Linked DNA regions of Mus musculus: regions 2, 3, 4, 5 and 6 are each linked to region 1. The links are chromatin contacts, called in public promoter capture Hi-C maps. All regions are on one chromosome and are shown on one strand. Each heading gives the region's core, a stretch centred on a gene start, on an enhancer-like site or on the middle of the called end of the contact. The rest is flanking DNA. Distances are from core to core; before and after follow the strand shown.

Evidence for each region. Promoter capture Hi-C pulls out the DNA fragments that hold promoters and counts their contacts.
Region 2: a promoter capture Hi-C map of pre-B cells shows a contact between it and region 1. The contact joins the promoter of Dnaaf3 here to the promoter of Galp in region 1. A contact is called at or near these places in 6 of 39 promoter capture datasets (the 3T3-L1 cell line, cranial neural crest, hippocampal neurons and 3 more).
Region 3: a promoter capture Hi-C map of pre-B cells shows a contact between it and region 1. The contact joins the promoter of Ppp6r1 here to the promoter of Galp in region 1. A contact is called at or near these places in 4 of 39 promoter capture datasets (cranial neural crest, frontonasal cranial neural crest, hippocampal neurons and 1 more).
Region 4: a promoter capture Hi-C map of pre-B cells shows a contact between it and region 1. The contact joins the promoter of Shisa7 here to the promoter of Galp in region 1. A contact is called at or near these places in 2 of 39 promoter capture datasets (cranial neural crest and pre-B cells).
Region 5: a contact with region 1 is called in a promoter capture Hi-C map of pre-B cells. The contact joins the promoter of Isoc2a here to the promoter of Galp in region 1. A contact is called at or near these places in 10 of 39 promoter capture datasets (the 3T3-L1 cell line, 3T3-L1-derived adipocytes, cranial neural crest and 7 more) and 1 of 9 other capture datasets (embryonic stem cells).
Region 6: a promoter capture Hi-C map of pre-B cells shows a contact between it and region 1. The contact joins the promoter of Sbk2 here to the promoter of Galp in region 1. A contact is called at or near these places in 15 of 39 promoter capture datasets (the 3T3-L1 cell line, 3T3-L1-derived adipocytes, the C10 cell line and 10 more) and 1 of 15 datasets of contacts at CTCF or cohesin (large pre-B cells).

What each region holds. Positions count from the first base shown.
Region 1 is chr7:6,194,558-6,198,819 of GRCm38.p6, reverse strand. Galp (galanin-like peptide) reads right to left here and starts at 1,730. Exons shown (of 6, transcript NM_178028.2): 1 at 1,468-1,730.
Region 2 is chr7:4,530,159-4,534,420 of GRCm38.p6, reverse strand. Dnaaf3 (dynein, axonemal assembly factor 3) reads left to right here and starts at 1,956. Exons shown (of 12, transcript NM_001033548.3): 1 at 1,956-2,043; 2 at 2,146-2,234; 3 at 2,541-2,683; 4 at 3,554-3,647. The coding sequence starts at 2,150.
Region 3 is chr7:4,656,964-4,661,225 of GRCm38.p6, reverse strand. It overlaps Ppp6r1 (protein phosphatase 6, regulatory subunit 1), which reads left to right and starts at 2,276. Exons shown (of 24, transcript NM_172894.2): 1 at 2,276-2,745. Hspbp1 (HSPA (heat shock 70kDa) binding protein, cytoplasmic cochaperone 1) reads left to right here. Exons shown (of 8, transcript NM_001360629.1): 8 at 381-710. The coding sequence ends at 455.
Region 4 is chr7:4,842,445-4,846,706 of GRCm38.p6, reverse strand. Shisa7 (shisa family member 7) reads left to right here and starts at 2,011. Exons shown (of 6, transcript NM_172737.4): 1 at 2,011-2,102. It overlaps Isoc2b (isochorismatase domain containing 2b), which reads left to right. Exons shown (of 6, transcript NM_026158.2): 6 at 1,342-1,747. The coding sequence ends at 1,437. Gm36127 (a long non-coding RNA gene) reads right to left here. Exons shown (of 2, transcript XR_881804.2): 2 at 1,722-1,924.
Region 5 is chr7:4,874,880-4,879,141 of GRCm38.p6, reverse strand. It overlaps Isoc2a (isochorismatase domain containing 2a), which reads right to left and starts at 2,089. Exons shown (of 6, transcript NM_001101598.1): 1 at 1,949-2,089.
Region 6 is chr7:4,962,385-4,966,646 of GRCm38.p6, reverse strand. It overlaps Sbk2 (SH3-binding domain kinase family, member 2), which reads left to right and starts at 2,241. Exons shown (of 4, transcript NM_001146329.2): 1 at 2,241-2,346; 2 at 3,462-3,716. The coding sequence starts at 3,464. It overlaps Sbk3 (SH3 domain binding kinase family, member 3), which reads left to right. Exons shown (of 4, transcript NM_001200041.1): 4 at 1-1,387.

The DNA of each region.
Region 1 (4,262 bases), core at 481-2,980:
GCTTGAGGCCCCAGGACTCATGTAGCAGCAAGTTGCAGGGATGTGCATCTGGATTCCAGTTGTCCTGCACTGAGATGGATGGAGGGGGAAGTCAGGAAAGTGCCCTGAGGCTCACAGCCAGTTCCCCTGGTGTTCACAGCTCCATAGCTGCAAACAAGAGACCCTGCCCACAACAAGGCAAAGGGTGAGTTTCAACACCTCAGGTTGTCCTCTGACCTCTACACAGGCAGCACTCAGAAGTAAGTAGGAAAGCAGGAGGGGAAGGAAGGAAACGAGAGAGTTGGTTGAGAGAAAATGTACAAGTATGTACACCTGTCTTCAGTACTCATGAGACCCTTCCCCACGGATACCCACATCTGCCATTCTTCTAGACCCTTTTGCATAGAACCTCTGCACCTCTGCCCTAGGGACAGGGGTCAGAGCCTCTAGAACTAAAATTACAATTGACTGTGAGCTGCTTGATGTGGGTACTGGAAACGGAGCCCAGGTCGTCTGCAAGAACAGCCATTGTGTTTAACTGCCAAGCCACCTCTCCAGCCCCCTCCTATATACTTAGATTGCCTCTGGGCAGTGTCGCCTAGAACATTGAAAATAAAAAATCCCCTGTAAATAATGCAACATTGTGTCCTTAAGGAAACATAAGAAAAATGTCCATGTTTGGAGGACAGCTCCCCCTCCCACTCCTAGGAATCAAATTCCAGGTCATTGGGGTTAGCTCCAACCACCTTCACCAGTTTAGCCATTTAACTAGCTTTCCCTGGTTATTTTTAATTTTTGATTATTTGAATCCATGGGTTTGCAATGTGTGGTATAGACAGCTTACTGATAGAACACTGAGACCAGAAAAAAAAAAAAAAACAGCATAAGGCTCTCCAGAGTCAGGTATGGTGGTGTTGTACACCCATAACCCCAACACTCCAGAGGCAGAGGCAGGAGGATTAGAAATTCAAGGTCATTTTCTTCCATGGAGCAAATTTGAAGCCATCCTGGACTACATAAGATCCTGCCTGAAAAACAGAGGTCAGCTAAGCAGGTGAAGGTGCTTGCTGCCAAGCCTGATGGACCTGAGTTCAATTCCCAGGAGCTGCAGAGGTATAGGGAGGGAACTGATCCCTACGAGTCGTCTTCTGAGCTCCACAGTCGTGCTGTGGGACATAAGTGAGCACACACACACCCCAAATTAGTAACTAATGTAATAAAAAGGAAAAAAAATCAAGGAAGCAAGCAAAATATTCCTCTATCCACCTTTACCCATGTTTCTCAGACCCACTACCACGCACGTGGAATTTGACCATACCCACGCTCCTCCTCTCTGCTTCTCTGTGCATACCTTCCTACCGACCCATGCTCGATGCCCCATCTTCCCTACTGCCCCATCCTGTCATGGCCCTGCCAGTCTCTGAGATGCTTTTACCATCACTGCTGTCAGATCCCCCAGCCTCCCCTCCCTCCAGCCCAGGCTCTAACCTGTGTGGAGCTGGCAGCACCGGCTGGGCTGGGCGGCTCTCAGCAGCAGCGGGGATCCTGGTTTGTGAGCTTCTGAGGAGAATGAGGAGGTTAGGGAGAGAGACAAGGGTGGGCGGGCTAGTGAGGATGGAGGCAGAGAGGACGACTCATCCACTTCAGAGTTCCTTAACTGGAGTGTGAGGTCAGACAAAGGTGCCTTGTGGCAGAAAACATTTCTCTGCCACAGCCATTGCTGGCAGGTCCTTGATTTGAGACTGTCTTTCCTTCACTGCCTCTTTATGGTCTCTCTAACCTGTGTTTTGTGGTTTTCTGTTTGTTTGTTTGTTTTGTTTTCATCGTGTGTGTGTGTGTGTGTGTGTGTGTGTGCTGGGGGTCAGAGAATAACTTGTGAGTATTGGTTTCCTCCTTCAGCCACGTAGGTCCCAGGAATGGAACTCAATTTGTCGTGACAGCTTGCCATCAAGTACCTTACCTAATGAGCCATCTCAGATCCCCTTGTGTTTCTTTGTTGTTCTTGTTTTGACATAGGGTATCTGTAGCCTAGGCTAGCCTCAACTCCAGTTTCAGCAGAGGATGACTTTGAACTCTTGATTCTCCTACACCTCCAAGTTTTATAATAGCTATTATCACACCTAGTTTGACCTGTGTCTTCTGTTGCATGTATAATAAAGGTCCTTTCTTCTTTGTGTGTGTGTGTGTGTACATGCGTGCACATGCATGTGTACATCTGTCTGTCTGTCTGTGTTTCTCAGTGTTTCCTTTCTCCATGAACCTCATTCTAAAAATGGCTCCTGGAGCTGACTTTGAAAGCTCATAGTTATTTTTTGTGGTTGTTCTTTTTGTTTGTTTTCCAGGACAGAGTTTTGTGTAGTGCCAGCTGTCCTGAAACTCCTTCTGTAGACCAGACTGGCCTTGAACTCACAGAGATCCACCTGCTGCTGCTTTCTGACTGCCTGGATTAAAGGTGTGCGTCACCACCTCTCAGCCCGGAAGGCTTGCGCACACATGTAATCCCAGCACTTTGGGGACTGAGGCTGGAGGCTCATGAGTTCCAGGCCAGTCTGGTCTTTAGTGAACCCCTGACTCAACCAACCACGGAACAAAATAAGGGACTGGAGAGGTGGCACAGATGTTAAGTGTGTTTGCTGCACAATCACGAGGTCCAAGGAATTTGGACCCCAGGATCCATGTAACAAGCCAGATGTCCTATATCCTCCTATATTCCCTGCTTCAATTTGGGACAAGGGGTGGATAGACAGAAACAGGCAGATCACCAGCCTAACCAAGAAAAAGAATGAGTCCTGGGTTCTAGGAGAGATGCTACCTCAAAGGCTTATGTGGAGAGTGGTGAGAAGGGACACACAGCACCCTCTTGTGGCCTTTGTGTGTGCATACAGGTACACTCACCCATGCGCACACATATATTCTCTAAAATTCCATCACTTATTTATTTATTTGTGGTAATCATATGCCATAACACACGTGTGGAGGTCAGAGGACAACCCATCATATGAGTCCTGGGTATTAAAGTCAGGTCATCTGCCTTGATGGCTAGCACACTCCCCCAATGAGCTATCTCACTGCCTTGATGGCTAGCACACTCCCCCAATGAGCTATCTCACTGCCTTGATGGCTAGCACACTCCCCCAATGAGCTATCTCACTGCCTTGATGGCTAGCACACTCCCCCAATGAGCTATCTCACTGCCTTGATGGCTAGCACACTCCCCCAATGAGCTATCTCACTGCCTTGATGGCTAGCACACTCCCCCAATGAGCTATCTCACTGCCTTGATGGCTAGCACACTCCCCCAATGAGCTATCTCACTGCCTTGATGGCTAGCACACTCCCCCAATGAGCTATCTCACTGCCTTGATGGCTAGCACACTCCCCCAATGAGCTATCTCACTGGCCAATAATTTCCTAGAGCAGATAGCTCCTGGATCTCAATACAGCTGTAGGGTGAGCAACTTATGGGACCACTGTGTGTGTTCCAGCTCTCTCCTTGCTTTTGTTATTATCTTTCTCTTCCTTTCTCTCCCTCTTTGCCCTGGACAGCAGCCAATTTTGAGAGGAAACTGGGGGTGAGGGTGGGAGTGTGTGTGGGGGGTATAACTCCTGGCAATGCCATTTGCTCCCAGAGAGATGGTAAAAAAAAAGTCTGGGTTCTCTTGGAGTTCTGTCTCTTCCTCTCTGCCAAAGGGCCCCCTTTCCCTCCCATATCCCACTGACCATGGAGCACTTTCTTCTCTCTTTACATCAGCCACCCCCTCTACCTCCCTCCCCCCTTCCCCGCACCTAAAGTGCTTCTGGAACCAGCCCCTGTTCCTTCTTGTTCTGGCTGAAAAATGTCAAGTCAAGGAAAGGCATGGATGAGAGCTGTTGGGCTGCAGTTTCCTTTGTGTGACCTCAGATCTGGGGGAGGAGGAAGAGGAGGAGGAAGAGGGAGAGGAGGAGGAGGACTCTCAGGAAGAATAAAATGACAAGAACTGTAAATGGCTTTTCTGGGAAAGAGAAGAGAGGATGGGAGGTGATGTCATCAGGACAAAGGACAGAAGGCTATGGGATGGACACCTAGAGGAGGTTACCTAGAGACCACAGGGAGGGAAGAAGGGAGGGAGGGGAACAGTCAAGAGAAGGGAGGCCCAAAGACATCCTCATTAGTCATTCTCTCTCGTCCAAAATATTTTTTCGTTTTATTTATGTGTCTATGTGTCTGAATGCATGTCAGGTATACACAGGTGCCTGCAAAAGCCAGAAAGGGGTGCCAGATCCCCTGGAGCTAGAGGGAAGTG
Region 2 (4,262 bases), core at 707-3,206, 1.7 Mb after region 1:
GCACCCACACATGGGTGTGCATACATGCATATGGTACAAAACACACAGAAAGGAGCGAGGTGTTCTGCTTCATCGTGAGTCTGGAATTATATGATGTTATAAGTTATGCTATACATTTCTCTTTGCCTTATTGTGTGAGTTTTTGACTGCCTGTCTGTCTGTCTGTCCCCAGCATGTATACTGTGTACCACCTACATGTATATCCTCAGAGGCCAGAAGAGAGCATCAGATTTCCCGGGACTGGCATTATATACCGATGGTTGAAAGCTGACTGACATGTGGGTGTTGGGATCTGAATCAGGTCCACTGGAAGAGCAACCAGCGCTCTTGACTGCTGAGCCAGCTCTCCAGCCCTCTCTCTGTGTATAATGATGCTTGAACTATTACACCTACTTCTATCCCGTGACCCCCACCCCACAGGATTGAATTATAGTCTCGTACTATCACACCTGGATTGATGTGGTGCTGGGATGGAACACAGTGTTTCAGTCACGCCATTCCTGAAGGTATCGTTTCTGTAGCATTGTCTCGATTAGTTTTTGTCCTTCATTCTAGTAAGTTCTTCTATTGCTTAACATGATCTGAGAGACCAGTGTTAGGTATCTTCCCAGGAGGAAGATTTCTAAATTTGTATTTGAAAATTTTATTCTTTGTGTGTGAGTGTGTGTGTTACTCAAGTGTTTGTGGGTGCCAAAAGAGGTGAGAAGAGGGCATGAGAGCCCTGGGGCTGAAAGTACAGGCCGTTATGATCCTTCTGATGTGGTGCTGAGAACTGAACTCTCCCGTTCTCTAGGAGAGCAGAAAGTACCTTTATTTTTTATTTTATTTTATTGTTTTGTTTTTGTTTTTGTTTTTGTTTTTTGAGACAGGGTTTCTCTGTGTAGCCCTGGCTGTCCTGGAACTCACTCTGTAGACCAGGCTGGCTTCGAACTCAGAAATCCGCCTGCCTCTGCCTTCCAACAGAAAGCACCTTTAACTGCTGAACCTTTCTCCAGCTCCCAGCTCCAGGAGGGAGGATTTTTTTTTTTTTTTTTTTTAGCTTTTATACAGTGCGGTAGCCTTTGCTGGGCTAGAATAAGATATGGCAAACTGGTCTTGAACCACTGATTTTCCTACTTCAGAATGTTGGTATTACAGGTCTGTGCCATGGTGCCTGCTAAAGATGTATTATTGAGTAATGACTGTGAGTAATAGCCTGATCATATATTCTAGAAAAATCTACTGAGCAAGGTCCTGTTTTTCACCTAGTGAGGCCTGTATTCAGACAAGAGCCCAGGTGTAAAAGAAACAAAAACAAAAGAACAAAACAGAGATGTGAAGGCATGTCTTGGCTTCCTGTTATAATTTGGATTCACAGAGATTTCATTAGAATCCAGGAGTGGTGGCTCACAATATTTAAACCAAGGCCAGGAGGACTGCTGCGAGTTCGGAGTAACTCGAATAAAGAGGGACTCTGGCTCAAAAAGAAGAAGAGGAGGGAAAAGAAGAAGAGGGGAGGAGAGGAGGAGGGGAGGGGGAGAAGAAGGAAGAGGAGGAGGAAAGAAGAAAAAGGAAGAAAGGAAGGAAGGAGAGAGAGAGAGAGAAAGAGAGAGAGAGAGAGAGAGAGAGAGAGAGAGAGAGAGAGAGAGAGAGAGAGAGAGAGAGAGAGAAAAGAAAGAAAAAGAAAAGAAAGACAAACAGGGAAGACATTTCGTTCAGTTCTGATTTAATTTGAAGCAGCAAGGTAGATCCTCCCTTTCCTAGAAATTTGGAGGACGGATCCAGAAAGCAGGCACCCTACTCTGGTCCGGCTGTCGTTATGACAACCGCGTCCGGTGTCCAGTTTCAGACCACACCGCAGCCATCTCCCGGAGCTTCTATTGGTCAAAAGTTCATAGCGAGCGGCACCTTTTCACGTTAATTGGTCAGTTGATAGCAATAATGCAAAACCACCTGCTCCCATTGGGTGATGACTCAGAGTGGGCGAAGCCTCTGGGAAACTGTTGTGGTGGCTTCCAGGAGCTCAGCACAGGACCCTACCTACGGATATTTTGAAGAATAAAGGTGAGGGGATTAACGTGGAGGCGAAGGGGTAAGAAGCGGGGCAGCGAGAAAGGGAGGGATGAGATGGACAAATGTGGAATTCCCCGGACTCCTGTCCCACAGAGCGATGACCACGCCTGCGGGCTCGGGCACCGGTTATGGTAGTGTGTCCTGGTGGGGTCTGTCCCCGGCGCTGGACCTACAGGCAGAAAGTGAGTCTACCCTAAGACCACACACGGTCTTAGACAGAGGTGCCTTTCCTACTACAACTGTGGACTGTGCTCACAGCCCACAGCACTTGTGTCTGTGGTAGGGGATGCTGATGGGATGTGTATACCAACGTTCCCTAAATTAACTGGCTTGGGGAGAAGGGTTAATACTGAGTGCTATAAGGCAAAGGTATCGCTGTTTTTTGGAATCCAGGCTCGGCGTATCAAGCCTGCTGGTTTCTTAACTTCTAAAGTTAGCTAACTGCAGGAGAGACGAGCAGTCGACTCTGCCTGCTATCGTCTTGCCAGGTCCTCCTGTAGACCCAGATTCACAGTCGAAAACAGAGCGCAAGGTCCCAGAACTGGATGCCCTGCTGTTAGGTTCTGTGGATGGTAGACACATGCTGCGGACCCTGGCCAGGGCAGCGCTCTGGCCTCTCAGGAGCTTCAATGTGAGTTGGGATTCTGGGATCCTGGTTGGAGTGGAATGAACGGCCGATTCCTGAGCCTTTGAGAGAAGAGAGGATTGCAATGAAAGTTTCCAGGTCCTAGAGGTTAGGCTGTGGATCTGAAGAGTCTCAGACCTTGTCCTAGGGAAGTAAGGTCCTGGGATTTGAGGCCCCTGGGCTTCAGTAAGAGCGAGAGCCCAAGAATCAGGTCTCCAGCCGGGCAGTGGTGGCATATGCCTTTAATCCCAGCACTTGGGAGGCAGGTGGATTTCTGAGTTCGAGGCCAGCCTAGTCTCCAGAGTGAGTTCCAGGACAGCCAGAGTTACACAGAGAAACCCTGTCTCAAAACAAACAAACAAACAAACAAACCCCAAAAAATCAGGTCTCCAGAGTGAGTTCCAGGACAGCTAGGGCTACACAGAGAAACCCTGACTCAAAAAAACAAAACAAAACAAAACAAAACGAAACAAAACCAAAAACAAAACAAAACAAAAAATCAGGTCTCCAGGAGTGGTGTGAGGGGTGATCTCGAATCTAGACTTATGGCTTAAGAGAGAGACCTAGCAAGCTGGATCTAGTGGTTAAAGCCTGTAATCATAGTTGCTCCGGAGGCTGAGGCAGGAGAAGCATCGTAAGTTCAAGGCCATCCTGGGCAACAGAGAGTTCAAGGGCGACCTAATGAGACTATGCCTCACAATAGAAAGAAAAACAGGGGGGGGGGGGGATGTGCTGGGAATGGAGTTCAGTGGTGGAGTGCTGCTCTAACTTTTACAAGGTCCCTGGTTGGGTTCCATCTCCATACAGGGGTGTTGGGGGAGGCTGGTGTTCTGGGCTCCTAGGTCTGCAGAATTGTCTTGTCTGTCACTCGTGCAGTTTTATGTGCTGGAGAATAATCTGGAAGCGGTAGCCCGACACATGCTGATCTTCAGTCTAGCCCTAGAGGAACCTGAGAAGATGGGGCTCCAAGGTCAGTTGCTTAAGACTCTAGCATTCAGCCAGGGAGGTGGGTATGTCTATAATCCCAGCACTTGGAAGGCAGAGGCATGTTGTGTCCGGCCAGCCGACCACATGTTTTGGGTCCTAGGCTGGAAAGGCATGTTGGAAACCTGGAAGAGAAGAAGGGCTAGGCTGCGCGAGATAAGGAAGGAACCAAGACAAGCTTTCTGCTCAAGGTTCAATTTTAATGTCAGCAAACACGCTTTATAAAGAAAAGGGGAGGCCCGTCCCTGGCCAAGCAAAGTTCCTTTGAAGTAGATAGGTCAGCCTTTTAGTGGGAACTCGCAAAGATCGCAGTTCGGTGTTAACTCTGGAAGATTCTTGGAAGAGAACCGGTTCAGGCCTCTGGCAGGTTGAGCCTCAGGCAGGTAGTGGCACATCAAAGGAGCAGCACAGCAGGTGGCTCCGCTCAGGCGGTGGTGGATGGTCACAGCCAGCCTTGCTGGGCTGGAAGGAGGTAACAGAGGCAGGCAGATTTCTGAGTTCCAGGACAGCCAGGGTTACACAGAGAAACCCTGTCTCAAAATGAATGAATGAATGAATGAATGAATGAATGAATGAAACAAAAGACTCTAGCATTCAAATT
Region 3 (4,262 bases), core at 1,027-3,526, 1.5 Mb after region 1:
ATACCCATAAAAATGGAACTTAAAAAAAAAAATCTAATTACTGGGGGTGGGGGCTCATGTGTGCCATGGTGCCCAGGTGGAGGTCACAGGAAAATGTGTAGGAGTCAGTTCTTCCCTTCAATCAGTGGGTTGTGGGGATTGAACTTAGGGGGCTGATGTGAAGACTGACCAGTCTGGGAGGCCGCAAGACTCTATGTGTGGAGTTCAGAAACCCATGAGCAGGGCAAGTGATCATGATTGGCGCAGTGGTCCTTGGGAAAGGCTGGGCGTCCGGAGTGGGAAGGTGGCAGGTAGTTTAGAAATACAGGAGAGTGTTCTGCCTGCTGAATGTATGGCAGGCAGGTCTGCCCGCGCTCAGGACTCCTCTCACCCTGATCCAGGAGGAGCTGGAGTTCTGTGAAAAGCTGTTACAGACCTGTTTCTCTAGCCCTACCGACGACAGCATGGATCGCTGAGACCAGGTGGCTCCTTGCTTTCTCTCCGTGGGAACCCCAGGCCTCCTGCCTCCCTCCTTCCCAGGCACTCTCTCTTAAGGGATTGCCAGGCCTTGTTTGGGCCTGGGCCTGGGCCTGCCAGCCCATCTCTGGGTAGCCCCCTGGAGGGGTTGCTGAGAAAGGTGCTGGCCCCTTGATCCCCTCCCTTGCTTTCTGTCATCCTTTCTTCTCATGTCCACACTGCTCTTCAAATAAAAACATTTCTCCTGCTCCCTTATGCTGTCTTGCATTGTTTTTTGGAAGGTTCTTATGGAAGGAAGGAGGGGCTGAGCTTAGAGGATTTGGGGAGATGGTCACTAAAGGTATAATAAGTGTTGCTCTTACCTCAGAGCTGCTGTCTTTTCTTGCTGTGTTGTGCTGGGACCATCTGTTCTTTAACACACACACACACACACACACACACGTACTTTTAAAAACATATTTGAGTGTATAAAGAGGGGCATGGCCTGTGAATGGAGGTTAGAGGACAGTGTGGGGCATTGATTCTCCCTTTCTCCCATGTGGGTATTGGGATCGAATTTTAAGTTGAGCCAGGTTATGGGCTTGCACAGCAGCCACCTTTGCCCATGAAGCCAGCTCGACATCCTTGAAGTTTTGTGTGAAAGTTAATCTTCATTGCCAAGTTGGCAGGATTTAGAATCACCATGGAAACACATCTCCAGTGTGTGTATGAGTTTCCAGAAAGGTCTAACTGGGGAGAGAAGACCCATCCTGGAATTGGGGGTGGGGTGGGGGGGGGGGGCAGGCTGAACTTAAAGGAGACAGGGAGCAGAGCTAGTGTTCACTTTTAATATGAAGGTGCTCTCTTACACAGAACTCAGTTGATACAAGATCGAACAAAAATTAAAAGCAGCACAGCCCAGGAGAGACAAGACGAAAAAAATTACTGACAGGTGTTAATCTGTGCAAGTCCATTAAAGCCATTTGAGAAGGGGTGGAGAAAAATATCTACATCCCTTGAAAGTCAAAATAATGACTGACGTGAAATGTCCCCGAAATATAAAGTCCTAATCTGCTGTTTTAAAAAAGGAAAACTAATGTTTCTTACATGCATTTATCTAGTCCTTACAGCTGACCTCTAAAACGGGCACGAAGGAGCAGGGGATGAAAGTTGGGGTAAACCGAGGCTCAGCGCTAGAAAAGGCCCTTTAGTGACTGAATCCCGGCGTTAAGGGGTTCCTCCCGGTTGTTACAAGAGGAGGCTTTGTGCAGCAACTGGCAACAGTAGACGCGGCTTGGGCAAATGCCTGAGTAGGAGGTCAGCCAGAAAACCTCGGCAGACGCTTAGGCATCCGGGACGAACCCGACTGAACAAAAGCAACCAGCTTCGCGTGAGGACGAAAAGTTGGAATGGATTTCTTAGGAGTTGACTCGAGTCAAAGAAATATGGTTGAAGGAGTCGGAATAACAATCGGATTTCCGAAGGTAGCTTTCAGGGCGAAAGATCCTAGAACCGAATATTCAGCGGATTTTGGAATGTAGTCACAGAAAACGGGGTTCTGGCTGCAGCAGCGCCTGCGCACTGGGCCCTCTAGGTTTATTCAGGGAGAGAACATTGGCAACCGTGGGCACGGACAGCCGCGGAGTTCCGGAGTGGGCGGGTTCTGGGCGCCAGCGCTCACCGCGCACGCGCCTCGCCAGGCCGACCTAGCGGCCTCTCGCGCACCTGCGCACGGAGAGCGACCACGAGAGGGCGGAGCCTGTCTTCTTGCGTCCTCCCGCGCTCGGGGCATTGTGGGACAGTGGCGGAGGTAGCCCTGCGTCGGAGGCCTTAAGGTGGACGGCTGGGGCCGGGGAGACCCAGCCGCTTCGGGTGACAGTAAAGCCGAGGGGACGGGCGTCGGCTCTCGGTGCAATTCTGCACCCGTCGGGCTGCGGAGGCTTCTTTTTCCTGTCCCGCGGGTGCCGGCGTGTCAGTGTGTAACCCGCGGCGACTTCCCCCGTCGCCCTGCTTCGGAGGCGCCTGCGCGGGCCTCGCGTCGGCCACGGAGCTCTGCGGTGGAACGAGTGCGCCTACTTTTTCGCGACGACCCGAACTCGTCGAAGCTCGGTGGTGAGGCAGGGGATTCCCTGTGACTGGAGGGCGCTTGCGCGGGTTCGCGAGCTCCGGCCCGGGCGCCTGCGCGAGCCCACCGGCGCCGCCCCCGCCCCTCTTAGCCGGCCCCTCGACAGGGCCGGAGCCGCCGGCGGCGGGGCGGCAGGGGCGCCCCGATGAGCCCCGAGTGCGAGGAGCCGCCGCCCCCCCGCGCAGGTGAGCCCCGCAGCTGCCTTCCCGGGCGTGCGCCTTCTAATCCGGAGTCTTTTCCTCAAATCTCCCTGAGCGCCCCTGAGTCTCTTAGTATCCTCCCTTTCACTCCCTAAGTCTTTTAGCCACTTGCCAGTATCATCAAGTCTATTTCCTGTCGCCGGGCCTGTGTCTACTTCGCTGTCATTCCCAGCCCGTCTTCCTCGTCTATTGGGGACCCTCTCTAAGTCTCTTAGACTCTTCTCCCCGCAGCCCCCAGCCCCCATCTCTTCCCACTGGGATCTACATCACCTCCACCTATCATTCTGACTCAGCTCTCTTGGGATTTGGGCCCACTCCCCTGTCCCCCCTGTCGTAGTCTTCCTCCTCTAGGGTGCCTTTCTCTTTCCTTCCTCTTGCCTGCTCTTTTGTGCTCACCTCTGTGTCTACCTACTCTTTTCACTCTCACCAGCCTTCGTGGACTCTTGACCTTTTTGTTTCTCACCCTCTGCTCAGGAAGGCAAGGTTAAACAGGTCTTTTCCTTCGCCTTGGCTGTGGCTGTCCTGTCCCTGTTTGTCCCTAGTTTCCTGTGGTGAGGAGGCACTTTGGAACCACTGTTTGGTGCGCTACTGGGTATTCTGTGAGATGAGGCCCATTGAGGGCAGAACTTGGTTGCTGGGTCCAGGAGGGAGTGGTCAGTGGAAGTCCCTGGTACTTTTATCTACTCAGGGAGCCAAAGGCAGAGCTGGACAGTCACAATTACTGTGTGTTGTGATGGTGGTAACCCAGGGTGCTGTGGCAGCAGGCCGCAGAGTGGGAGAGACTGGTGAGACCGGCCGGATGGGTGACTTTTCTGTCGAGGAAGGCTGAGTGGGAGTTAACAGATGGAGAGTGGGAAGAAGAGCTTTCCAGGTGGAAGAAACACCGCGTGCAAATATGTGAAGGTGGGAACACTGAGGGAGCCAGGATGGAGTGGGTTGAAGTGTTAAGAGGGCAAGGGTGGAATGGCTTGGCTGGAGCTGCTGTCCAGGGCCTTAAGTGACCTGGTTGGTAGTCCTTTTCCCCCCTCCCTTCGGTGGTGGTACTAGGGCTCAACTCCCAGTTTTCCTGCCACGGAGCAAGCATTCTACCACCGACTGAGCTACACATAGCCTGAGCCTCTCCTATTGCTTTTAAACTATGAGGCAGTATCTTGCAAATTTTTTTAGGCTTGCTTTGAACTCTGAAGAGCTGGTGGGCTATTGACGCACAATCGTCTAATCTCAGTTTTCTAAGTACCTGGGATTAATGTTTATGTTGCCAGTCCAAGGGAGTTATGGTCTTGACCACTCCTTATATACTGAGGCAATTGTACTGAGGATGTATTACCTGGAGGCAAGATGTTTCTGGAAAGGAAGCTGCACTGTATGACAAATGTGGTACTGGGTTGAGGGTTGTAAAACTGCCACAGAGTTGCTTCCATCTTAAAGGAGAAGTTCTGTCAGACTCAAGGCCAGTGTTGCAGGGACTGGATTGCTTCAACAACACAGTATGAGTTGTTTCT
Region 4 (4,262 bases), core at 762-3,261, 1.4 Mb after region 1:
ATGATGAGTATTGTCTTAGTTAGGGTTTTACTACTGTGAACAGACACCATGACCAAGGCAACTCTTATAAAGAACAACATTTAATTGGGCTGGCTTACAGGTTCAGAGGTTCAGTCCATTATCATCAAGGCAGGAGCATGGCAGCATCCAGGCAGGCATGGTGCAGGAGGAACTGAGAGTTCTACATCTTCATCTTAAGGCTGCTAGGAGAATACTGCTTCCAGGAAGCTAGGGCTGTGTTTCCCTCAGTCCAATAATTGTAGCTGAGTGTGGCCAATACTGTCAGGTTGGGGAGGAGAGGGAGGAGGGAGCCTGGGCCACGTCTTAGGAAAGATTTGGCGTTTCACAATAACCGAGCCATTGTCTCTTTCTCTCTCACATACATTTACATACCCACATAAACATGTACGTACACACACACACACACACACACACACACACACACGCAGTCTGCAGAGTACTTGTCTAGCTTTGGCAAGGCCCTGGGTTCTATCCCAACCAAATCAACATCAACAAAGAAATAAAACTCATGTGGGGAGAGTGCTGTCCTCTGCCGCAGATCGTGCGCGCGCAGGTTAGGAGTCAGCTCCCTTTTAGAGAAGTCTACATCCATGCTTTGGTGTTTATCTTCTTACCAGGAAATTCCATAGACTACTGGGGCCACAAGCAAGAGAAAAAGCACCTCTCTTTGTTCCTAAACTCTATATTAAAATATCTTTAATAAACCTCAACTATGCTTCATTGAGAAAGAAAGAGTACAGGAGCTGGCCACCATCAAATTGGTGAATAGTCAAAAGATTACATTATGTGGCCTGGGACAAAGAAGGGAAACCAACAAATCCCATAAACAGTGGTGGGGTTTAACCAGGGAAGAGAAGTGGAGGTGCAGGATTTGCATTTTTTGGTATAATTTTCTGGAGATAAACTTGGCTGGACTGTTTGATTGCCAGTAATGTGGTTGATTATTCTTGTTCCACCAAGAGAGAGTTGTGTAAATTCGTTGAGAGTTCATGAGTTCGTTGGGTCTGTGTGTGGGAGAGCTGAGAGCTAAAGGAATGACCCAGGAAAGATGAGACTAGTGAAGAAGATGGACATGGAGGTAGACAAGATAACCCAAACCATCTGCTCTTAGTGGTCCCAAGGCAAGAGCATACCAAGATGGCGGGGAACAGCTCAACCAGGCAAGTGTGAGGGAGAGGTCACCTGGAAAACAGGAAAAAGAAGTAGTTGACTGGAGAAGCGATGCTGTCAGAATAAGGGAGATCAAGATGAAGAGGTGCTCCTCAGATTCTCTATTCCGGAGATAGGGCTTCTTCACTTCCTCATCTCCTTTGCCTGCAGATTCAGAAGATCCTCAAGGAGCCAGTCACAGACATCGGACTGTTAGGCTTCTTCCAAGGCAAGAAAAACTCCCTGTTGCCCAACTCCAGGACCTGACTTGAAGGAAGCACCCACCCTCCTTGTCACCCAGACGTTGATGGATGACTTTTCCTTCATCCATGGATCCCAAGAGTGGTGCAGTCCGCCAGGAGAACCGCCCCCGTGGGAGAGGAGGCGTGGTTCTGTCTTCCGATTGGGCAGCTGGTCCCGGAAATGCAAATGAAATTCCTTGATGCTGGGTGGGAATTGGTTTAGAGAAAGGTGGAGGTGGGGCTGGGCCCCGGGCCACTTCACGAAGCGGGAAAAGGAGGGGGAACAAATGTCACAACTGGGACCCTGTCTCGGAGAATAAACATTTATGTGACTGAGGACCGAACCATTATTGGGTTTAGGGGGCATCACGGGGGCTACAAGGGTCTGTGGGAGGAAGAAAGTGGGGTCTCCTCCAGGTGGGGTGGGGGAGGCGCCTCTCCAAGCTCCAAGCCGGCGCGAGACACAGGCGAGGGCTGGCAGCGGCCACATCTGCACTGGGGCCGGTGCGCATCTGCAAAAGAAAGAGCTGCCGGCCAGGGTCCCCACCACGCAGCCTGCCGCCCCCACCCCCATCAGCGCGCGCGCGCCCAGCCCCGCGGGCTGGCAGACACGCGCTCGCTCTGCCTACCCTGGCTGGCCCCCACGCTGCCACCCCCGATTCCCTGAAGGTCCCGCATCCGGAAAGTGAGGTGAGCGCATCCGTACCTGGTGAGGAGGGGTAAACTGAGGCACGGGGGAAAAAGAGGGATGGGGAGGAATGGACAAGTATGTGAATGGATGGGATGGACAGTTGCTGCTCCGTGGTCCTTACTCGCCCAAGACGCAGAATTCTGCAGCCCCTTGGAGATCAGAGTGTTCAAACTCTACAGACGCCCCTCCGCCTCCACCGCGTCAAACCCTCACCCGAGATTCGCAGACTCCATCCCCAGCCTGGGGGCCTTTGAAGGCATCCCGTGTCCACCAGAGATGCAAGGACCAGTCCAACCCCATTGACAATCAAACTCACCCACCGCCGCCGCAGATCCTAGCAGCCCAGCCCCCTCCCACAAGTTACCTAGCCCAGTACACCCTCCCCGGGGACCTAGGAGTTCCATCCATCCTCCGGAGCCCCTTGGGACACGGGCGTCGGAGCCCCGGCCCCCGCGTTCCGGTTCCAGGTGTCCCCTCCGCACACCCAGCCCGAAGCCTGCGTCTCGAGGCCGCGCTCGCGTCGCCATGGCAACGGGAGTCTATTTTGCGCTGGGAACACACAGCTCCCTCCGCAGCGCCCCCCACCCACTCTGCTCAAGAGTGAGGGGCTCAAAGGGCGGGGAACAGTGCAGTGATGAGAATGAGACACTTAGAAGGGACAGAATCCCGGGACAGACAAGCAGAGATTGAGAGAGCCCCTGACAGAGGAACTGGGTGTGGAAATTACAAGGAGGCTACAGATCCAGGCGGGGGAGGTTGGGGATGGAGGGCCCAGACAGAGATCCGGACAGAGCCCTAGACAGACGCAGAGATGCAGAGGAACAGAAACCCGACGGCAGAGCCAGGTTAGAAAGAGAGAAGACAGCCGGCTGCACGTAGGCAGGGGGCCTAAGAAGAGAATGGACGGAGACTCTAGGCAGGGACCCCAGACAGCCCAGACAAAGTAGCGCTGCATGTGGTATCCACGCTATCCTTAGCAGGCAGGGATTTGGGGGTCTTTCCCAGCGCCACAGTAGCCAGGACCTGCTACTCTCCTCTCCCTCCTTCTACAGGTCCCCAATCTTGCCTGCTTTCCGCATTCCCACCTCAAACCGACTTCCTAATCCCTGAGATTCCTAGGAACCCCTTCCACATGCTCCTACCCCCTTCCCTGATCTGTGCCCCCACCACCACCTCCTCAGCCGCCACCTGCAGACCCCACTCGGGCCATTTTAGACTTTATTGGTTGTGCCCTCCCCATCCCTAGATCTCACTTCTCTCGCTGTCTTTTACTTCCCCTCCCAATCCCAGGGCCTCTGTTTCTCTCTCTGGGTCTCCTACTCTCTGTGTCTCAGCCTCTGTCTACTTTCCATCACTAACCCATCCTTCTGGTACCACCTTCTGCGGGTTTCTGTCTCTTCCCTGACTATCTCTGTCTTCCTCTTTTCGTCTGCGTTCCCCTCTTCCTGGATCCTGTTCCTCCGTCCCTTTCTCGGCTCTCAGGCGTCCTCACCACGCCTCCCCCCACCTGCTGCTGTTCTCTGCAAGGACCCTCGGGAGGCACTCCGATCCACCCAGCCCAGCCCACTTCTGACATCCTAGCCAGCATTCTCCACCCCCAGCTGGCAGGGATGGGATAGGACTTATTGGGGGCTTGCTTTTCCGAGGCTGGCTCTTTTTCTCTGTAACACCTTGTGTCATTCAAGTCCTGAGCTGGATTTGAGAACCAAGCAAGGTGCAACCGAAGGAAGAACCTGGGTTTTGGGCCTCCTTTCCCACCCACCCCCTCAGGCTGTGGAGGAGGACATTGCCTTGTGAGTGAGAACTAGAGGTCGGGGGCGGTGTAGGGCTGGGGCGGAGTAGGAGATGGGGCGGGGAGGGGGCGGGGCAGGAGTTCTCACATGCCAGTTGCAGATTCTGCGCAGCTGGGCCAGAGTGTGATTGCACCTATAGGGCTGCATGACAGAGCTCGGATGAGCGAGGACGCCTGCCTGCCTGCCCGCCAGCCCAGTGCAGGGAGCTGGTATAGAGATGTAATGTTTGTGGTATGCCTTAACATATGAGCCTTGAACACTGATGGTTAAAATATGTACAAATGTTTATATGTCCGTGTGGAGTGATTATGTGTATGTGCGCGCACACACGCACTCACACATATGTTCTCGAAGGGTGTATAGGCG
Region 5 (4,262 bases), core at 840-3,339, 1.3 Mb after region 1:
TATAGACTATGAGGACTTTGAAAGTTGGACTAAATGCATTTTGCATTATGCTATGTTTAAGTATGGCCCCCATAGACTCATGTTTTTGAACAAGTCTATGGGGACCAGGGAGTGGAATGTGATGGTTTGTATATCCTTGGACCAGGGAGTGGCACCATCTGAAGGTGTGGCCTTGTTGGAATAGGTGTGACCTGGTTGGAATGGGTGTGTCACTGTGGGTGTGGGTATAAGATCCTCACCCTAGTTGCCTGGAAGTCAGTCTTCCACTAGCAGCCTTTGAATGAAGATGTAGAACTCTCAGTTCTGCCTGCACCATGCCTGCCTGGATACTGCCATTCTCCCACCTTGAAGGTAATGGACTTAACCTATGAACCTGTAAGCCAGCCCCAATTAAATGTTGGTTTTTTATAAGATTTGCCTTGGTCGGGGGTGGGTGGGTATGGGGGACTTTTGGTATAGCATTGGAAGTGTAAATGAGCTAAATACCTAATAAAAATGGGGAAAAAAAAAAGATTTGCCTTGGTCATGGTGTCTGTTCACAGCAGTAAAACCCTAACTAAGACAGGGGGGATATGGAGCCTGAACCAGCCATCTCCTGTAATCAGGCAAGACTTCCAGTGGAGGGATTAGGATACCAACCCAGCCACAAAACCTCTGACCTACAACTTGTCCTGCTCACAAGATGTGTTGGGGTAAAGGTGGCCCAGAAATGGTGGGAGTAGCCAGCCAATGACTGGCCCAGCTGGAGACCCAAGCCACCAGAGGGAGCCCAACCCACTACCTGGGAGGCTAGATAGCCCAGAGACCTAGGATAGAACCAAACACTCCTGGCAGCAATAAATATTTTTTTTAAAATTGAGATGCCTAATGGTATAGATTGGTGCTTGGCCCAACTGTCATCAGAGACACTTTATCCAGCAACTTATGGAAAGAGATGAAGAGAACCACAATCAAAACATTAGGAAGAACTTGGGGAGTCCTGCAGAAAAGAGGGGGAGATTGCAGGAGTCAGAGAGGTCAAAGACAACAAGACAACCCACAGAATCAACTAACCTGGGCTCATAGGGGCTCACAGGGACTGAACCAGCAACCAGGGAGCCTGCACGGGATTGATATAGGCCCTCTACATATGTGTTTGGGTTGTGCAGCTTGGTCTTCTAGTGGAACTCCTAACAGTGGGAGAGGGGCTGTCTCTGACTCTTTCCTGCTTTTGGGACCCTTTCCTCATCCTGAGCGGCCTTCTCCAGACTTAATACTAGGGGAGGTGCACAGTCTTACTGCAATTTGATGTGCTATGTTTGGTTGGCGTCTGAGGGCAGGCATGCCCTTTTCGGAAAAGAAAGAGCAGTGGAGGGAAGGAGGGCTGTTGGGGAGGGAGGGAGGAGGGGAAACTGCAGTCGAGATGTAGTATCTGAGAGAATAAAAAAGAAAGAAAAAGTTCAGGCCAGCTAGGTATGATCTGCAGACGAAACGGAACCTGGGTGAGAGCTGGGACAGAAAATAACCAATCTAAGGGAGACAATGAAAGAGTGGAGGTGGGACGCGCGTGTGAAAAGTGAAGAGGGTGTCTAGACTGCAGAGAGATTTCGGGACATCGTGGGGGTCCTGGAAGGAGGCCTCAGCTCAGTAAAGGAAACCTGTCTTAGGCTGGGGTAAGTGACCTCCTGCGGACAGACTGGGGATGAGGTTGCTTAATTGGGCAAGTGGTTACTGCACACCACTACAGGAACCCAGATTTCTAAGCTCTGTGTCTCTGGGACGCTTTTCTTCTTGGAAGAAATGGGCGTGAGAATCGCCCACTCCTGGGGCTGATACAAAACTTAGCTCTGGAGAAGCTTGAAGTTCCTCCCTGATGATCCATCCTGAGACCAACTGGAGCCCCTCCTCAGCTGGACACCCCGCAAACCTTCCGTTTCCTCCGTCTGTAAGGACGGGCAGTTGGACTTACCCGGCGGTACCAGGTTCGAGTGCAGCAAGTCCCTCCACTAGGTCCCTTCAGCGCACTCTCCCCCACTGGACTGTCACTAGTTCCGGGCTGGGTCACCGTTTTGCCCACTTTGGACACGAGGTCTGCTCCCCTTACGTGTCTACCCCTCCCTCCCGAGCAGGCCAATCAGCTCGCGCCTCGGCTGCGCCCTGTAAGGGGGAGGGGCGGCTAAGGCGGGTCAGTCATGAGAATCTGATTGGTCCGCAGAAGCCTAAGGGGTGGAGAGATAGCGCACAGAACCAATGAAGAGCCGATGAGGGCTTGAGAGGCGGCCTCTGCTGAGAGCTCAGATTCTAACTGGGAATGAAGGTAGAGGTTATCAGGTTGCACCTTGTATTATTGCTGCGCCTCACAGTTACAACCTGCCTTTCTTATCTGAGCTAAAGGTACCTGCACCATCGTGGGCTACACACTGAAAGCCTGCTCCCTGAACCCCACTAAAAGACTGGCTTGCAGGGTTCAGCAAGGTCTGGACCTGATTTCTGTAGAAATCTCTAGAACCCTTATTTTGGAAGAAGAGAACTGAGTCCTGCAACTTGTCTTCTGACCTCTGCAGACCTGATGTGGCGCAGGCACGTATGCAAAGACAGAAACACACACACCACAGAATAAATAGATGGGAAAAATTAAGTAGATACAAGCAGGCATGCCATTGATGAATCTCAGGATTCCATGGATTCTACAGAGGCCAGGCTTCCTGTTCCCAGGAGTCATTTGGGCCTCAATTTCACCCCTCTGGAGGGAGCTCTGGAGTAGGGTGTGAGCCTGGAGGTGAAGTGATTGACCTGTGGCCTGGAGGTACTGGCACCCCTCTCAGAGACAGGATCCCTCTCTTTCCAGCCAATGCAACCCCCTCCCAAGTCTCCATTTAAAAGCCCTCAACATTCATCGCTGAGGTTGACTCTGCCTAGTCTCGCCTTGCTAAAGAGGCTTTTGTTCCCCTAATTGGCTATCTATCTCCAGGCACTTTCCTCTGCCTCTGCACCCATACACTGTCTGTTTTATATTCAGGCCCAGTTATGTTTTAATTGGTCATGTAGGAGACGCCCAACGAGCACCCTCCCCTCTTGTCTGCACTTTGTCTTTCTGTATCAGTTCTTAACCAGCAAGCTACAGGCTCCGGAGTCTACCCATCTACCCCATAAGACAAGCACGGTGTTAGGGCTCACCCGCACTCCCAGGGTGACCTCTCATTCTGGAACCGTCAGCCATCCAGTCCTTTGCACACTTGAGGAGTGTGCTCTGATCTGTATTTCTACTTCAGAACATTCAGCCGTGCATCCTAGAGCCCGTGCAGTCCCTCGGGGTCTCTCAACTGGGCCCTGAGATCTGTACGCAGTGAGACTTCTGTTTATACATTCCCTGGGGCTGCAGCCCAGGGACACCTGGTCCCCACAACTGGAGGCCCTACTGCTGGAGGTTCCTATATAGCCAGATTTTCAGAGTAGATGGCAGGAGGCCCCAAGGCTAGGTTCCAGCACTACTGGCATGCATTTATTGTATAACTACTGTATACTAGGCCCCAGAACTCAACACTGAGCAAAGTCAATGAAAGTTCCAGAGGCTGTCTCTAGGGCAGTGATTCTCAACCCGTGGGTCGAAACCCCTTTGGGGAGGAGTCAGTGACCTTTCCACTGGGGTTACATGTCAGATATTCTGCAAACCAGATATTTACATTACAAATCATAACAGGAGAGAAGTACATTTATGAAGTAGCAATGAAAATAATTTTATGGTTGGGGATCACCACAACATGATGAACTATATTAAATGGTTGTAGCATTAAGAAGGCTGAGGACCACTGCTCTATGTATGGGCTAGCAGGAGGTAAAAAGTGGCCCAATTAACTCTTTTAAGATTTTTTTTGGGGGGGGGAGTTTCGAGACAGGGTTTCTCTGTGTAGCCCTGGCTGTCCTGGAACTCAACTCTGTAAACCAGGCTGGCCTTGAACTCAGAAATCCGTCTACCTCTGCCTCCCGAGTGCTGGGATTAAAGGCGTACGCCACCACCGCCCGGCTTTAAGATTATTTTTAAGTCAATTTATTTATTGATTTAACATCCCAATATCAGCCCCCTCCTCCCAGTAACCCCTCAAGCAAGTCCTCCCCCCATTCCATCTTCCCCTTCTCTTTTGGAAGGAGACCCCCACCCCCGCACCGTGTCATCCCTCACTAGCTCCCCCTCCCTGCACACCAAGCTGCTGTGGGACTAGGTGCATCCTCTCCCACTGAGGCCAGCTAAGGTGGTCCATTTAGGGGTACAAGATCCACAGGCA
Region 6 (4,262 bases), core at 992-3,491, 1.2 Mb after region 1:
AACCCCTGAGCATCTTCACAGCCCAAGTTTCCGTTTCTCCTACAGATATATTTCTGTGCTCTGAAATGTTGAATGCTTATCATGAATTCTGATGGGACCACTCTTCTGTAAGAGCAGTGGTTCTCAGCCTGTGGGTCGTGGCCCCCCTTTGGGGGAGTTGAACAACCTTTTCACAGGGGTTGCGTATCAGATCTCCTCCTTATTAGACATTTACATTATGATTCATAGCAGTAACAACATTACAGTTACAAAGTAGCAATGAAACAGTTTTATCATTGGGGAATTATATTGAAGAGTCACAGCATTAGGAGGGTTGAGAACCACTGTCTAAGACCATGGTGAGGGGGAGCTCCCACCATTTGAGGCACAAAATCCAAACTTACAGGATCCGATATTATGTTGATCTGACAGTTTCTGGGCTCTGTGTTGGTGACATTGTGGGAATTGTCACACACACAGAGCAAAAGAAACATGTGTGTACACATACCACTACCACCACCACCACCACCACCCACACACCACCACACCACTGCCGACAGACACCCACACACCTTATATGCTCCACCTAGCACCTTTGACTTCCATCTTGTCCTACAGAAACGTTCCCATCCCTGGAGCCCTCCCAGATACCTATGTCTACTCTTCCTGTCCTTGTCACAAACATCTGGTCTAGACCCTTCCATCTTCTATTTCCACAAGATGCCCCAAGTTCTCTGGTTATGAATAACCCAGCTCCATCTATATTCAGGGACCCATCAATCCTGAGAGCCAGGACTAGTTTCATGGCTCTTCCTTGTCCCAAACAGCACACAGACTCCAGTTCTGTGTGTCTGGAGTCCCCAGCTCCCAGCAGAAACTAGAAACATCACAGGAATTTATACTTAAAAAATTTTTCAAGTTTTTCTGTATCCCAGGATGTTCCCTCACTAGGTGGCAGAGGGTAACCTCGAACTTCTGATCATCCTTCGTCCACCTCTCAATGCTGGGATTACAGGCCTGTGTTATGATGGAGATTTACACAGTGGTGGATATGAGCTTCCAGAGGTTCATGCAGGGAAAACAAAGACTGCAGCCAGAACTATAATCCCAACCAGGAACCTACACTTTCTAGATTTAACAGTGAGTTCACCAAATGAACCATGGTGCCCCGGACTGGACTTGGGAACAGGAAAAGGACCTTGAGGACAAAGATGGTGGGTAGGATGGATGACTATTGTTGAAAGCTTTGCTAATTTAGTGATGAATCTTGGGTAAGATGCTGACCTTGGGGCAAGCTGTGTGAAGGGTCCAAGGGACCTTGGCAACTGTGTGTCTTTTACAACTGTGTGACCTTTGTGATTGTTTTTGTAAAACTAAAAATATCTACAAAATAAAAAGTGTATTTTGGACAATGAAGTGAACCCACGTGGTTCTCGGTGCTTTAAACCCAACAGCTGTCCCGCAAAAGGGGTACAGTCATCCTCGATCCCCAGCTGCTCTGCCACCTGTTTCTGGTCCCCAGTCTGAGGTCATTTCTCATGACATCATTTTAGAATCCTCTCTTATTTTGTTCCTAAACAGGACCCCAGTGCATGGCTCCTGGATACACCTCTCAAAAGATTTGTTTGTCAACAGGGCGCCAGAGTCAGGAGCTGAGGAACAGAGCAGATGGGATCAGATTAAAGAAAATCCGAGACCTTTTGAGGGAAGAGGCCAGGGGCTGCACCCCTAGATCTGAAAGAAGGCTAGGGTCAAGATCCTTGGGTCAAATGGAGGAGCGCTGGATTCCTGAGTTTGAGGAAAGCAGTTTCGTTCCGGGGATTCCGGGCCTGAGGAAGATGGCTGGGGTCTAGAATCCTGGGCCTGAGAGAGGAAGGCTGCTCCGGATCCTTGAGTCTGAGGGAGGAGGGCTGGGGGAGGGGATCTTGGATATAAGGGAGAGAGGATGGTACCTAGACCCTCTCTAGTCTGAAATAGGAGGGATGCATTCTAGATTCTTCCATCTGAGGAATGAAGACTGGAGTGTGGACTCTGAAAGAGAGGAAGCAGAGCTGGGGTTTGCATTTCTGGGTCTGATAGAAGGCTTCCTGAACCCTTGGGTCCAAGGGAGGAGAGCTAAGCCACACTGGTGTGGTCCAGCCACAGCCAGTACTAGGATTCAACACACGATGTCGCTCTGCCCCCAATGGGGGGCAGAAGGGGCGGGGCAGAGGGCGGAGCTTTACGAACCCCCAGAGTGAGGGCGGGACTTGCTCCTGAGCAGTCTGATGCTGGCAGGAACCCCCGAAGTGCAAGGCGCTAACTGCAGTAGGCAGAAAGGGATCAGACAAGCCTTGGAGAAGGCGAAGTCTGGAGCTCTGAGCCCAGGTCAGAAGTAGGGCAAGGTTAACCGGCCTGAGGGAAGGCTGCAGTTGAACAGGAAAACAGGTGGCAAGAGTCCTGGCCCCTCGACAGGACAAGAGACACCTTGAAGCAATCGAGTGCTTTAGTGTTGGGGACAGAATCCAAGGCCCAAGTTGTGTGAGTTTTAGAAGTTCCTGGGACAGTAATAAGTTATGATTTGAAGCCCTAGTCTGAGGGAGGAGGGCTGAGGGCTGGAACCCTGGGTCTAAGGGAGGAGGCCCGAAGTCTGGAAGCTTGGGTCTGAAGGAGGAGAGCCGAGGTCTGGGACCTTGGATCTGAGGGTAGATGGATGGGGCCTGGAGTCCTGGATCTGAGGAGGGAGGGCTGGGGTCTGAGCCCTGAATTCGAAGGAGGAGGGTTGGGGTCTATTTCTCTGGGTGCTGGGGTCTCGAGCCCTGGGTCTAGGGATAAGCTTCTGAGCTGTGAGACTTGAACCACAAAATGATTGAGTGCTAAAGGCTTGGGACAGGTCCAAGTGACAGCTACAGGCAGGACCCGGGTGTCCCAAGCTGTGGAGAGCCCCACCCTTCCCTGGAGGCAGAGAGCACCTGTTTTCTCTTTGGAGAGAAACCGCTCATCCACTCTGGGCCCAAGTCTGTTTGCTTTGGAAACAAGATGGGGGGTGTCTCGATGACTTGGTTCATCTTTCACCCTCAGGCCACCAGGTGGCAGTGGGAATGGGGGGGGGGCATCTGACCTCTCAGTTGACCTCACCTCACACAAGTGACTGTTTTCCACTCCTCAGGGTCTCTTACTGAATGGAAATGAGTCACAATAAGAAGTGGTGATGAGAAAGTCCAGGTCTAGACTTCTTCCTCAAACCTAGAGTCCATACCCCAGCCCTCCTCCCTCAGACCCAGGAGTCCAGCCCTCAGCCCTCCTCCCTTAAACCTTGAGGTCCAGACTGTGGTCCCCTTCCCTCAGACTCTGGAGCCCAGACCCTGGCCCTCCTCCCTTGGACCCAGGAATCTAGACCCAGCCCTCACCCCTCAGAAGTCAGGTTTCCTTGCTCTTCCTCCCCTAGGCATAGGCTAGCGAGCTCTGAGTCCTGGGTCACAGTCCTTTTGTCTGTCTTGCAGAAATGCCAGGCAAACAGTCAGAAGACAAGCCAATGGAAGTGTCAACTGTGGAGGATGGAGGTGATGAAGGCCTGGGAGGCCTAACGGTAGAGGAGCTGCAGCAGGGGCAGGAGGCTGCTCTGGCCTTGGAGGACATGATGGCTCTGAGTGCCCAGACCCTGGTCCAAACTGAGGTGGAAGAGCTGTACGAGGAAGTGCGTCCCCTGGGCCAGGGCCGGTTCGGCCGTGTCCTGCTGGTTACTCACCGCCAGAAAGGTACTGGATCTTGGACACAGGCATGCTGTAGGGTACAGCTGAGAGTAGAGATTTCAGGCCAAGTCCAGGGAGTCTTATAAACCTCAGTCAGATCTTCCTTCCCCACTTTATTGTTGGGCTGTGCATTTCAGGGAGTTGCTTTAACCTCTCTGAGCCCCAGAGTTTTCCTTTGAAAAGGTGAGAGACCAGGAGGCTGACAGGAAGGCTGTTGTGAATTTGAAGCTGGCCTAGGATTTACACAGTGAGTTCCAGGTTAGTTAGCCATGGCTGCGTAGAAAGATTACCATCTCAAACAAACAAACAAAGCTGACCTGACAGCTGATAGTTGACATCCCAGTATCCCCGAGATGGAGTTCCTAGAGGTAGAGACAGGAGGATCGGGAATTTGAAGTCAGCCCGAGGTACGTGAGACTCCATTTCAAAACTAGAAGGCCAGGCAGGATGGCTCAGCAGGTAAGGGCACTTGCCGAAAGCTCTGACGACTTGAGTTCGATTCCCCAGATCCTACATGGTGGAAGGAGAGAACTAACTGCCCAAGGTGCCCTC